Regions from separate parts of the Ovis aries genome. Here region 1 is linked to region 2. Evidence: chromatin contacts called from public Hi-C data. All regions are on one chromosome and are shown on one strand. Each heading gives the region's core, a stretch centred on a gene start, on an enhancer-like site or on the middle of the called end of the contact. The rest is flanking DNA. Distances are from core to core; before and after follow the strand shown.

The links. Hi-C and Micro-C count contacts between places; a contact is called where the count stands out from the background.
Region 1: a Hi-C map of blood shows a contact between it and region 2, with 1.7 times the contacts expected there. The contact joins the enhancer-like site here to the promoter of LOC101121244 in region 2. A contact is called at or near these places in 2 of 16 Hi-C or Micro-C datasets (both in blood).

The regions. Positions count from the first base shown.
Region 1 is chr2:232,401,828-232,408,359 of ARS-UI_Ramb_v3.0, reverse strand. LOC101121244 (nuclear body protein SP140-like protein) reads right to left here. Exons shown (of 19, transcript XM_042244389.1): 4 at 6,294-6,377; 5 at 4,450-4,521. Among named protein-coding and RNA genes, the nearest start is that of CAB39, 130 kb to the left of the region's middle. Within about 2 kb of position 4,664, at least 3 of the 54 cell types and tissues checked have an H3K27ac peak or open chromatin away from gene starts, as enhancers often do.
Region 2 is chr2:232,360,315-232,367,210 of ARS-UI_Ramb_v3.0, reverse strand. It overlaps LOC101121244 (nuclear body protein SP140-like protein), which reads right to left and starts at 1,500. Exons shown (of 19, transcript XM_042244389.1): 1 at 1,371-1,500. The coding sequence starts at 1,402.

The DNA.
Region 1 (6,532 bases), core at 3,415-5,914, 38 kb before region 2:
GTAAGGACCGAATCCCTGGGCAAACCTCCCAGGACCAGCACGTCCTGGACGTACCCTTCCCCTGTGGTAAGCATCTCTACTCCCCAGGCAAATCCAGCCAGCCTTACCTGCTGGTTCAGATTCTTGGTCACACTGTTCATTTGCTTGTTGGCTTTCCAGGGCATCGTTCTGGTTGCTGGGTGTATCATTCCTCTTTGTATTTATCTCTTCTGTTTCACTGAGGTAATCTGAGAGTCTATTTTCAGGGGAGGCTGTACCTAAACCACATTTTGATTTATAAATATTTTATTTTCTTCCAACGTCCAGCAGAATCCAACAGGAAAATACAAAGCACTCCAAGTTTTTAGAGCAGAGGATATTTAATCCAGGGGTTGGCTACACAGCTGACGGAAGAGCACAGAAGACCAAGGGGAAGAACGTGGCAACATAAAGAAGAGTCAGCAGGAAGCTACGGGAGGGATAGAGGAGGTCACGGGCTGAGGTCACTGGGCAGGCAGAGGCTGGACCATGATTTGCCTGCTTTGTGGAAGGTGCAGTCAAGGCTGAGATGTGGCTGCTGCCAGAATTGCGGCTGGAGGCAGTGATGGAGAAACACCTGGCTGCTCCCTTACTCCCACTCTCCTGCCAGAGTCTGCATGTTAGGAACCCAGCAGGGAGTCAGCAGCAAGGGGAGCTGACAAACAAGTCCACAGGGGCCAGCAGCCAGAGACAGAGGGCCGAGCAGAGCAGGGGAGGGGAAGGACTGAATCCCCAGGCAAACCACCCAGGACCAGCACACACGCCCTTCCTCCATGGCAACCATCTCTGGTCCTCACTGATTCCATCAACCTCTCCCACTCTGTCCCCTCCAGCCTCAATAATGTGTGAACACATAGACATGTTTTTCACTGCAGTTTGGATTTTTCTCTCTTAATGTTATTTTTCTGAACAAAGTAATTAATATGAAGCATGATTTAAAATTATTTCCCAAAGTTTTAGTATGGAATGTGGGTCCTGGTGCCTGATTTGTGCCATATCCTCAGGACTGGGAGCCTCCCCTTGGGGTGGGGGGCGGGCGTGAGACACAGTGCTCCTCTCACCTGGGCACGTCAGCCCACCTTGTCAGGTCAGATGCTCGAACACATTTACTGGTGACTTGCTGTGTATCATTTGGGTCCTAGGTTGAAGTTTCTCTCTTTATATTCCTTGTTCCCCAACATCAAGATGCTCTGGGATTTCATTTCCTGGTAAGGGTGCTCCCAGACCATGCTGTGAATTTCAGAGAACTTCATTGCCTCCTCTCTCCACACCCTACACACACACACACACACACACACACACACACACACACACACTGAATCCTTTCTCTTCTACTCATTGCTTGTCACAAGTCCATCCGCTTATCCTTCCCTGTTTCCATCAGCTGTAATAGCAGATGAATGGGCAATATATATTCATCCATATGTATTTTTAACTCAACGTTTTGAATAAATGTGATTTGTTAAAAGTATTACTGTGTTTTTCAGCAAAGGAAACTATAAACAAGAATGGGAGAAAATAATCTCAAAGGAAACAACTGACAAAGAATTAATTTCCAAAATATACAAGCAGCTAGTACAACTCAATACCAGGAAAAAAAACCAAACAATCAAAAAGTGGGAATAAGACCAAAACGGACATTTCTCCAAAGAAGACATACAAATAGCTAACAAACATATGAAAATACGCTCAACACTGCTCATTATTAGAGAAATGCAAATTGAAACTACAATGAGATAACCACCTTACACCAGTCAGAATGGCCAATGTCAGAAAGTCTACAAACGATAAATGCTAGAGAGGGTGTGGAGAAAAGGGAACCCTCTCACATTGCTGGTGGGAATGTAAATTGATGCAGCCACTATGGAAGACGGTATGGAGATTCCTGAAAAAGCTAGGAATGAAACCATCATATGACCCAGCAATCCCATTCCTAGGCATATACCCTGAGGAAACTAAAATTGAAAAAGACACATGTACCCTAATGTCCATTGTGTCATTTTTTACAATAGCTAGAACATGGAAACAATCTGGGTGTCCATCTACAGATAACAGGGGAGTATTACTCGGCCGTACAAAGAAATGCATTTGAGTCAGTTCTAATGAGGAGGATGAACCTAGGGCCTGTTATACAGAGTGAAGTAAGTCAGAAAGAGAAATATAAATATTGTATACTGACACCTACATATGGAATCTAGAAAGATTATACTGATCAATAAATTTTCAGCGCAGCAGGAGAGAAACAGACATATGGACGTGGAGTGAGGAGGAGGGAAAGGATGAAATAAAGGAGAGAGTAAAATGGAAACTTACAATACTGTATATAATATAGATAACCAATGGGAATTTGCTGTATGACTCAGGGAACTCAAATGGGCTCTGTGACAATCTAGAGGAGTGGGATGGGGAGGAAAATGGGAGTGGGGGGGGACATGGGTGTACCTATGGCTGATTCTTGTTAGTATTTGACAGAAAACCACAAAGTTCTGTAAAGCAAATACCCTTCAAAAAAGCTAAAGTAGCAAAAAAGTATTACTGTGCTTTCAAAAATCACTTTGAAATTTCTTTTATAAAAACATATTACTAATTTAGAACATTCTTTTTAAAGTAATACATCCCTAAGGGAAGCTACATAGTAAGAGCCTTTCATGTTGTACGTAGTTTCCTAAGATTCCTCTATGCTCCTTCCTTACTAAGGTGAGTCATGGAATAAAGACTTAAAATTTGTTACAGAGTAGTGCGCTGTAAGCAGGGAAAACTATGACCTTCAATCTATCTTCCTGGGCTATTCTCACTGCTTTTCCAGCCTGGGGAATCAGTAAATCCAATGAACACCTATGAGAGAAAAAAATCTCAAAGTGTACCATGAATGTAACAGTTAAAAGCATGGACTCTGGCACCAGACACAAATAAAGATGATGATTAAAGGTAGTAATAACGACAAATGCATGGAACACCGATATAACCCCAGACAAGACTGTGAACGCTTTATATGATGTAACTTGTTTAAAATCCATCACCTTCTGAAATAGGTGCTATTATCATGTCCATTTTACAGATGATGAAACTGAGGAACAAAGAGGGCTAGTCACTACCCCAAGATCTTGAGGTAGAAGCTGAAGCCAGGCTACGGGCCCCTGAATTCCTGCTGTGACACTGCGTAGAGCAGTGCTCAATCCTAATTTTCAGCTGGGTGAACTTGTACAAATAAGCGAATTCTCTAAGCTGATTCTTTTTCATCTGAAAAACAAGGATAATATATACACATTTTCAGGTTTGGGGGAAGATTAAATGAACTTCTGGCTGCATCAATATATGGGATACCATGATCAAAAAAATCAAATCATTACATATACTTTTTGTACCAGTACTTTTTATTCAGGGAACAAACATGTACTGAGTACCTTGTTGTTGTTTAGTTGCTAAGGTGTGTCCTATTCTTTTGCAACCCCATGGACTGTAGCCTGCCAGGCTCCTCTGTCCATGGGATTTACCAGGCAAGAATACTGGAGTGGGTAGTCATTCCCTTCTCCAGAGGATCTTCCTGACCCAGGGACTGAACCTGGGTCTCCGGCATTGCAGGCAGATTCTCCTTTTTTTTTTTTTTAAAATTAACTTATTAACTTTAATTGGAGGCTAATTACTTTACAATATTTCGATGGTTTTTGCCATACATCGACATGAATCAACCATGGGTGCACATGTGTCCCACCATCCTGAACCCCCCTCCCACCTTCCTCCCCACCCCGTCCCTCTGGGTTGTCTTAGAGCACCAGCTTTGAGTGCCCTGCTTCATCATCGAACTTGCGCTGGTCATCTGTTTTACATATGGTGGTATACGTGTTTCAATGCTGTTCTCTCATATTGTCCCACCCTTGCCTTCTCCTCCATAGTCCAAAAGTCTGTTTTCTATATCTGTGTCTCTTTTGCTGTCTTGCATATAGGTCATCGTTACCCTCTTTCTAAATTCCATATCTGTGCGTTAATATACTGTATTGGTGTTTCTCTTTCTGGCTTACTTCACTCTGTATAATAGGCTCCAGTTTCATCCAACTCATTAAAACTGGCTCAAATGTGTTCTTTTTTTAATAGTTGAGCAATATTTCATCGTGTATTTGTACCACAACTTCCTTATCCATTCATCTGCCGATGGACATCTAGGTTGTTTCCACGTCCTAGCTATTGTCAACAGTGCCACTGAGCCACCAGGGAAACCCAGTGAATACCTAGTGACTGTTAAATGCATTCCCATCCTTGTTCCATTTCATAACTTCATGACAATCTGCGTGTAATACCTCTATATTACAAATGAGAAAGCTGAGCAATAAAATTTAAATAATAACATCATTAAGAATGTTATGGGTTAATTGAAGCGATGGGAGGACTCCCCCTCCCGCACCCCCACCCCCTGCCCCGAGGAACGCCCATCACCTGCTTCTTCCACCGTTCTGGTTGTAGCACTGGTTTCTGCCAGACATGACATCGAAGCACCAAGATCACTGCCTGATCAAAAAAGCAGAACAGAAAATGGTGAAGCCGGATGCTGGGGCAAAACAGTCAGGCCCAGAGTCCCTGGGGACTGGCAGCAAGTGCATTTAAGGAGCCCAGAAGCAGCGACCTTCCAGCAACTCAGAGTACTGACCCTTGGAGAAACTGCAGGTGCAAATACTAACAGATTTCTGACACAAAGAAGCAGCCGCTCCGCCCCCAGCACAGCCTAGAAGGGGCACAAGCAGCAGAGCATCACACACAACAGAGTCAGCAACAGACCATCAGAAGATGAGGATCCTCCACCAGACCAAGTCAGGCCTCTGGAAGTTCCTAGGGGGAAAATTTAAAATTTATTTCAGAAATTGAAGTAGGGAATGAAGAGCCACCCTCCCCTAATTCCCCTTTTCTTTTCTTTCTTTTTCTTTTTTTTTATAAATAAGAAGCTTGAGACCCCCGGTAGACAACAATACAGAGGCCATCTGGGTCTGATGGATCTCATCCAACTCTTGTAGCCTGACCCCAAATCCTCGAGTGGAAGGCAGGTCAGGGGCACTCCTGGCTGAGAGGGCTTTGGCCAGGCCATCTCACTGCATGATCTCCACCAGCCATTCAGTACCTAGCGATGGCTTATCTTGATTTCCACAGCCATGGTGAACCGGCCTTCGTCCCTAGAGTTGCCCTGACTGGCGACCTTACCTTACTTCCTACAAAGTCCCCACCCTCTCTTCGTCCACTCCCTCCCTGTACAAATCTGTTTAATCTGTACTGTTAGCTTCTCCCTGAGGATTCAACATCTGATTCCCCTCCACTTTCTCCAGAATGGCAACGCACTCCAGTATTCTTGCTTGGGAAATCCTAATCCTCCAGGATAGAGGAGCCTGGTGGGCTACAGTCCATGGAGTCGAAAAGAGTCAGACATGACAGAGTGACTTTCACTTCACTTCCCTCTTTGTATATTGCCCTCCTCTTGTTTCTGGGTCCTGTCTGTCCCATTAGGCTACCAGGGAGTATCCAGGGTTGAAAACACAGGCTCTGGGTTCAGAATGCCTGGTTCCATCCTTGCTCATTTGATCCCAGGCCAACTACATACATGGTCTTTCTAGATTTCAGCTTCCTTATCTGCAAAATGGGCACATAAGTGATAATACCATCCAATGGCACTAAACCCACAACTGCCAGAAGAAACTTTCAATCAAGTGGGCTGTTATTACTTTGCTTGTTTTTGTTGTGTCCTTGACCCCTTTCTCCTTTCATTTCTTCTTTTTCTTCTCCCCCCTCTCTCAAATACCCACATTTTCTCCTCTGCATCTCTACCATTCCTCACCACTGAATCCATATGACCACCTTTCTCCTTGAATATTCCTGCTCTTGAACAACCTCCCCCACATTTAAGTCAGTCCTTTCTGCTGCCATCATCAATGGCCTCCTCTCTTACATTGACCTTGGGCCCATAGCGATTAGCCCATCACACCTTGACACTGATCTTCTCCTATAGGATTCTTTCTAAATCACAATGACTTCCAGGCAGTCATTCTCTTTAAATCTGGTTACTGACACCTTGGGTTCCTCTTCCTTTGTCTTGGTATTTGAGGCAAAAACCTCTTGTCTTAGCTACTCTTCCAGGACTTAGCCTCTGGTTAGATGCTCATCCCTGCCTGCCTTCTCCGTGGTCCTTCATCGTTTCTTCCCTGATTCTCAATCTTTGCGCAGGACTCGGGCCTCCACCTCCCCTTCTCTTTTTCCTCTTAGCAAGGGAGAATTGGTTTGTTCTTGGTCTCAATCACCTTGCTCAAGGCTCAGTTGGATGGCAGGCCTCTCCTCCCTCTCTTCTCCATCAGTTTCTTCATAACTAAGTTTCTCTTGGATTGCTGAAAAGAGAAAGAGAAAACACAATTAGAGATCTCCACCAGAGACCAGGAACATCATCTCAGAATTATACATTTAGGTATTTCCAGCTCTTGGGTCACTTAGAGCTCAGTGGATCCCAACCTTCATGGTAAAGTTCCCCCATCATCCTTGGACA
Region 2 (6,896 bases), core at 251-2,750:
CACAGACATAGGAAACAAACTTACAGTTTCCAAAGGGAACATATGGAGGGGGGTTAAATTAGGAATTTTGGAGTAACATATACACACTACTATATAAAACAGACAAACAACAAAGACCTGCTCGTAGCAGAGGGAACTTTACTCAGTATTTTGTAATAACATATATGGAAAAAGAATGAAAAAGAATATGTGTATATACATATATACGCATATATGTACAACTGAATTATTTTGCTGTACGCTTGAAACTAACACAATATTGTAAAACTATTATACTTCAATTAAAGAAATAAACAAACAACAACATAAAACTATGGTGTGTCCATTCCATAGAATAGTATTATATGTGGCTGTTAAAAGGAATAAGGCAAGCCCATGATTATTAAGAAGATCTCTATGATTTTCACTACTAAACTAAGTGAAAATGCAAAATGGCATTTACAATATAATTCCATGTTTTAAAAAACAGGGCTCACATTATGTATTTAGGAAAATGAGTTATATACATAAATGCAAATCTGGAGGGTTATGCCTACAACTCTAACAGGACCGGGATTGGAAGCTGCGAGGGGGTGAGTGGTGAACAGGACTTTTCCCCTCTCTCTACTTCCGTATTGTTTGAAATTTTATGAGCCAGACTGCATATGTATTTCTTCTGTATTAAAAAAATTAAAATTTTAAAATATTAAGTAATGTTATTTCTGATCCATTACTAGAGAAAGATAGAAACACGACTTTTTTCCTTGTAGAGATGTAACCTGTTCCAGAATAGAAAATGAAACCAAACATAAAATTACTCAGCCTGTGCTAGCCCTGGGCAGTTTGAGGCATTTCTCTTCCTTTTGTTTCTTTGCTCAGGATGGCTGGAGGAGGAGCCCAGGACCCCCAGTCAGAAATGAGATTATATCCAGAGCTGACAGAGGTGTCACTCATAGGACAGACGTGAGCCCACACCACCCAGGGTTTCAAAATAAGTCAGGGGTTTACCCTGAATTTCGTGTTTTCTAAACTACCTTCTTTGAAATGATCTATGCAAAGGTAGAACTGACAAGAGGGAAATGAGAGTAATCTGGGGTCACGAGGAAATAAAGCGTCATAAAGGACAAGGCGCCTTCAGGCAGACCGGCCAGCGGAGCCGTAGCTGCAAAACAAGCAGTCATGTGTGTGTGGCAGCAGGACTCAACCGGCAGGCGCCCTGCTGCAGCTCGAAATCCCATCTCCTCGGCACACATTCCTGGCCAGCCTTATATGGCAGGCAAAGGTTCCCCTGCACCAGGTGGAAAGCAAAGGTTCGGTGCAGAGTCCAAAGACAGCACTGAACAGCAGTGTGGCCACAGGGAAAGGCGGAAGGAAGAGGGAGAAAGACTGACCTGGTGCTGAGCTCTCTGCCCTCTCCAGCCATTTTCCCGCCCAGCCTGGCCTGGGCCTGGGCCTGGGCTTGGCCTCTGATTCTTCCAGCCTCCCCAGCCTGGGTCCGGAGAGGCTGCCGGAGCCCTGAGCGCCGAGCAGGAAGTCAGCTCTGGGTCTCATCCAGGGCTGGCGGCTCCGCCCATGGAGCGGAAAACAGAAGTGAAAGTACTTGCCAGTGAGCTGCGCTGGGCAGACACTGGCTCCTTCCCTCTACCTGCAGCTCCCTGGTGCTTCCAGCCATCAAGACATGTGGTCCCAGGGATGCAAGACAAGGAGTGACACTCAGGGCCTGGAGGGCCAAGGGAGCGGCTGGGTCAGCCCCCAGGGGTCCAGCTGTTTGTGCAAAGGCAACAATGATATCTGCGTGACCCCAGCTGTCTGCAGGCTTCTGCCTTCTCAGGGTGGTTCAGAGTTTAGTATGGGGTCAAGAGCAAACTCAGGTGTGCCCCTTCCCCTTTGCTGAGATGGTTGTCAGGGGAAGAGGGAAAGACAGAGACTTCAGATCCTCTCTCCAGCCTGTGAGAGAGCCTGGACCAACCGAGTCAGGTCCCAGCATTTGGACACCGAGCAGGAGCGAGCCCAAATGCTCAGCTTTATAAAGTGGGGAGAACATTTTTAGCATTCCTAGAAATCAGCCAGGGGTAGGAGAAGAACCTCCAAGGCCCTGGGGCTGGAGAGTGGAGCCCAGTTGGTGATGTGGGTTGACATCTTAGGTGCAAGGGTCTAAGGTGTCCTGACTACAGGGTTGCTTCACCAGTGTAGCCAGGGGTTGACGAGCAGAAACCTGGGACACTGTCATGGGAATGCAGAGGCAAGAGGCTTCTCTCCAGACGGAGATGGAGGTTAGGACCCAGATCATGTAGAAATGAATGAGCAGGTAACCCCAGCTGAGGGGATGACCCTTGGCCCTGGAGTTGTGTCTGTCCATAGATTTTTCATTCAGATTCTGTCATCCTTCCACAAAGGATCAGAAGTGACCAGATTGTGAGTCAGAATGAAACCAAATCATGTGTGAGGATAAGAGGAGGGTTTCTACTCTCTGCTCACTTCTTTCTTTTCACTGTGGGCTCTTTTCACAGAGCCCAGAACTCCAATGAGGACTTCTTTACCAGTGGGCAGGGTCTCAGGGGTACCTGGTCCTGCACACGCATGGACCCCTCTCTCGCCCCCCTCACTCCAGTGGGTAGCAGGACTACTGAGCTGAGCCTTGTCTGGGCAGGACTGTCCTCTGCCCCTGACTCCATGGGGCACAGGGTCCACACAAGGCTGGCACAGACCACACCTGCCTTGTCTAGGGTCCCCTCTCTCTCCTCTCTGTTCCTGGGCGGCTGGTGGACCAGGTCATCGCCGTGCTGCATGTTGACATAAACATGCCAGCTTTTCTGTGGGCTCGCTTAGGGCCACCAAGATGAGAACCTGGAGTCAGAGGCCGCTTAGCTGATGTTGGACCATCTGCAGGACAGACACTCCCGAGCTGGGGCTGCTCTTGGCCCCTGGAGGAGACCTTCCTGTGGGTCAGAGAAAGCTGGGCCCGCACCACACCCATGAGAGCAGTGGGGTGGGAGGGTCTGAAGCACCCCAAGTCCTCTGTGGAGAAAGCAGTTTCTTTGATCCAAGAAATAACGTCAGACCCACTCAGGTTTGGGAAAGGACAGGTGGCAGGTTGGTCCTATGATAAACCATAATGGAAAAGAATATATGTGTGTGTGTGAGAGAGAATGTATATATAAACAGGCGTCCCTGATGGCTCTGATGGTAAAGAATTTGCCTGCAATGCAGGGGACCCGGGTTCGATCCCTGGGTTGGGAGGATCCCATGGAGAAGGCAATAACAACCCACTCCATTATTCTTGCCTGGAGAATCCCATGGACAGAGGAGACTGGTGGGCTACAGTCCATGGGGTCACACAGAGTCGGATACATCTGAGTGACTAACACACTTTGAATTACGTGTACAACTGTACCACTTTGCTATAAGGTAGAAATTAGCACAACATCACCTATAACTTCAATTGAAAAAAAAAAAAAGAAGGATGTTGAACTCCTCCTACAGACCCTGCTGGAGTGACTGAAGGAAATAAGGAGACGCTTGGGGCATGTCCCATGGCTGCGAGGAGCACTGAAGCCGGAGCCTTTCTGCTATCACAGGAGGAGCCCAGTTATCAGGCCTGGAAGCCCACAGAGCAGGAGAGGCCCTGCTTGAGGAGCGACCACGGGGCACAGGATCTGCCAGGGCAACAGGCTTCGCAAGCTTCACCAGGAGCAGCTTCTGTTCAGACTTGAGTAGTGGGGGTGGTCTCCACGCTGGGAGAGCCCCGTGGGGACCCGAGGCCTGTCCCTGAGATGAGACAGTGGGATCTGGGATTTGAACCTGCAGGGCAGGGGGAAGCAGCAGCCACGGTGGCCCCTGGGGCCAGAGGATCAAGACGCCCGGCTCCTCCGTGGGAGCTGAAGTGAAGGGAGGCGGGAACCTGGGACCCATGGTTATGCTCAGGCCGGCTCCAGGGTCCCCTTCCAGGGCAGCACCTCAGTCAGTGGGGCTCGCCTGGACCCCCTGCTCCTCCCCACTCCTGGGAGACTCTGGTTGGGGGTGGGTGGAAGGGGTGAGTCTGCTCCTTGCTGGGTTTCCTTGGGCTCATCCTGCCTGTAGAGGCTGGGGCTCTGTCAGCCCCTCCAAGGTTAAGTGGCCAGAGGCTGGGGGAGTGCGGTAGGGTGGGGTGTGAGTGCTTGGAGCTGTGTGATGCTGTGTGGATGAGCCCGATTCTGAGGTTCAGTTCAGGGATCTCTTTTTCTGCCACATGCTAAGCCGCAGCACTGGGCTTCCCAAGTGTCTCAGTGGTAAAGAATCTGCCTGCCAACGCAAGAGACATAGGGGATGCATATTCGATCCCTGGGTCAGGAAGATCCCCTGGAGAAGGAAATGGCAACCCACTCCAGTATTCTTGCCTGAGAATTCCATGGAGAGAGGAGCCTGGCAGGCTACAGCACATGGGGTCACAATGAGCTGGATATGACTGAGCTTACACAGGACTGAGCGACTGAACTGAACTGAACACACACACACCACAACTCTAAGCCCCATGCAGCTTTCATCATGAAGAAAGATGGTATTTTGAATTCCTCACTTTTTTGCCTGTCTGCAGGTTTGGAACTTAGGTGAGAAAAAGGGATGCCCTTTTGGGGTCTCTACTCTCACCTTCGGAGAAGGCAATGGCACCCCACTCTAGTACCCTTGCCTGGAAAATCCCATGGATGGAGGAGCCTGGTAGGCTGCAGTCCATGGGGTCGCTGAGAGTTGGACATGACTCAGTGACTTCACTTTCACTTTTCACTTTCATGCATTGGAGAAGGAAATGGCAACCCACTCCAGTGTTCTTGCTTGGAGAATCCCAGGGACGGTGGAGCCTAGTGGGCTGCCGTCTATGGGGTCGCACAGAGTCGGACACGACTGAAGCAACTTAGCAGTAGCACTCTCACCTTAAACTGGGTCCAGTACGTGGGTATATGTCTCCCTCCTTGGGTTTCTGGGGTCTCTGGTGGTGGTTTAGTTGCTAAGTCGTGTCCGACTCTTGCAACCCCGTGGGCTGCAGCCTGCCAGGCTCCTCTGTCCATGGGATTCTCCAGGCAAGAATACTCGAGTGGGTTGCCATTTCCTTCTCCAGGGGGTCTTCCTGACCCAGGAATCAAACCTGGGTCTCCTGCACTGCAGGCAGATTCTTTACCGACTGAGCTATGAGGGAATCCCTCTGGGGTCTCTACTCTCACCCTAAACTGGGTCCAGCACATGGGTACATGTCTCCCTCCTCGGGTTTCGGTTCATGTGCGCCCTCGATGAGGGGAGAAGCCAGGAGCAACACCCCCTTGCAGTTGTGGTCATGATACAGTTATCCCTGAGAGGGCTCCGTGGCCATTTGGCGGCATTATTTCAGGTTTTAGAAACTGGGGTGAGGAGAAGCCCCCTTCTCTCACTGAGTAGAACCTCAGTGACTGTGCTAAGGGGTGGAGCTGTGGACTTGTGAGGCTGCAAAGTTTTTCAGAAGCCAGAGGAACTGTTGGGCTGGAAATGTGATCCTTTCTGCAAGGAAGACAGCGAATCCTTGGAAAGTGGGATGGGCAGAGACACCTAGCAGAGGAAAAGATTTCAGGCTGAGGGTGGTGGGGAGTGAGGAAGAGAAGAGGACCACTGGGCACCACTGGAAATCCACCTGGGCCTCTTTCAAAAGGTCTGAGGGCCATCTGCGAGAAACGCCCCCCGAGGAAGCCCACAGTCCTTGTGCATTCCAAGCAAGGAAGAGGCTGGCCCAGGGCGTGGTCCTGTCCACAGTTGCAGTTGGCATCATCACCCACAGCCCTTCAGCTGGAGTGCTGGGGCTGAGCTCCAGGGAGATAGCTGATGTGGCATCAACAGCTCAGCAAGGACTGCTCTCCCCTGTACCCTGGTTACATTTGAGCAGCGCTACACTCCCTGCGGCCCACTGAACCCACCTCATGCCTCTCTGCTATGACCACCCAGCTCCAGACACACCATGTGAACACAAAGCAAGGAAGGAGCCTGTCACTGCCTTCACCCGTCTCATGTCAGCACCCAGTGTCTGCATCCCCTGGGACTGGGTACCCTTTTCCTCCCTGACTTGGGCTCCAGCTGGCTGCACTCCCCACCTAGTGGTCTCGCCTGGTATTACAATCTCCTTTGTTGCCTATTCAGAGAAACTGCAGCCCTGAAATTAAAAGACGCTTGCTCTGTGAAGAAAACTATGACAAACCTGGACAGCGTATTAAAAAGCAGAGACATTCCTTTGCCAACAAAGGTCTGTAGAGTCAAAACTATGGTTTCTCTGGTAGTCATGTATGGATGTGAGAGTTGGACTGTGAAGAAAGCTGAGTGCTAAAGAATTGATGTTTTTGAACAGTGTGTTGGAGAAGACTCTTGAGAGTCCCTTGGACTGCAAGGAGATCAACCAGTCAATCCTAAAGGAAATCAGCCCTGAATGTTCCTTGGAAGGACTGATGCTGAAGCTGAAGCTAGAGTCCTTTGGCCACCTGATGCCAAGAACTGACTCATTGGAAAATCCCCTGATGCTAGGAAAGATTGAGGGCAGGAGGAGAAGGGGACGACAGAGGATGAAGATGGTTGGATGGCATCACCGACTCAATGGACATGAGTTTGAGCAAACTCGGGGAGATGGTAAAGGACAGGAAAGCCTGGGATGCTGCAGTCTATGGGGTTGCAAAGAGTTGGACACGACTGAGAGACTGAAACACACGAGCAGAGGAACTGAAACAGAAAATCTCATCTTAAATTGTAACTGTCTAAATCCCTTGAAATTAGTAGTAGAAACACCATTATTTCCTTCCAAATAAAGGTGAACTGACGTAAGGACTGGGTTCTGAGATATGTTTGATATTTGATGGTTCATGAGCACACAAACACATTTATGGTCTGGACAGGAAAGTCTTGGCTTAAATGGTGAGGGAAGCCCTGAGACT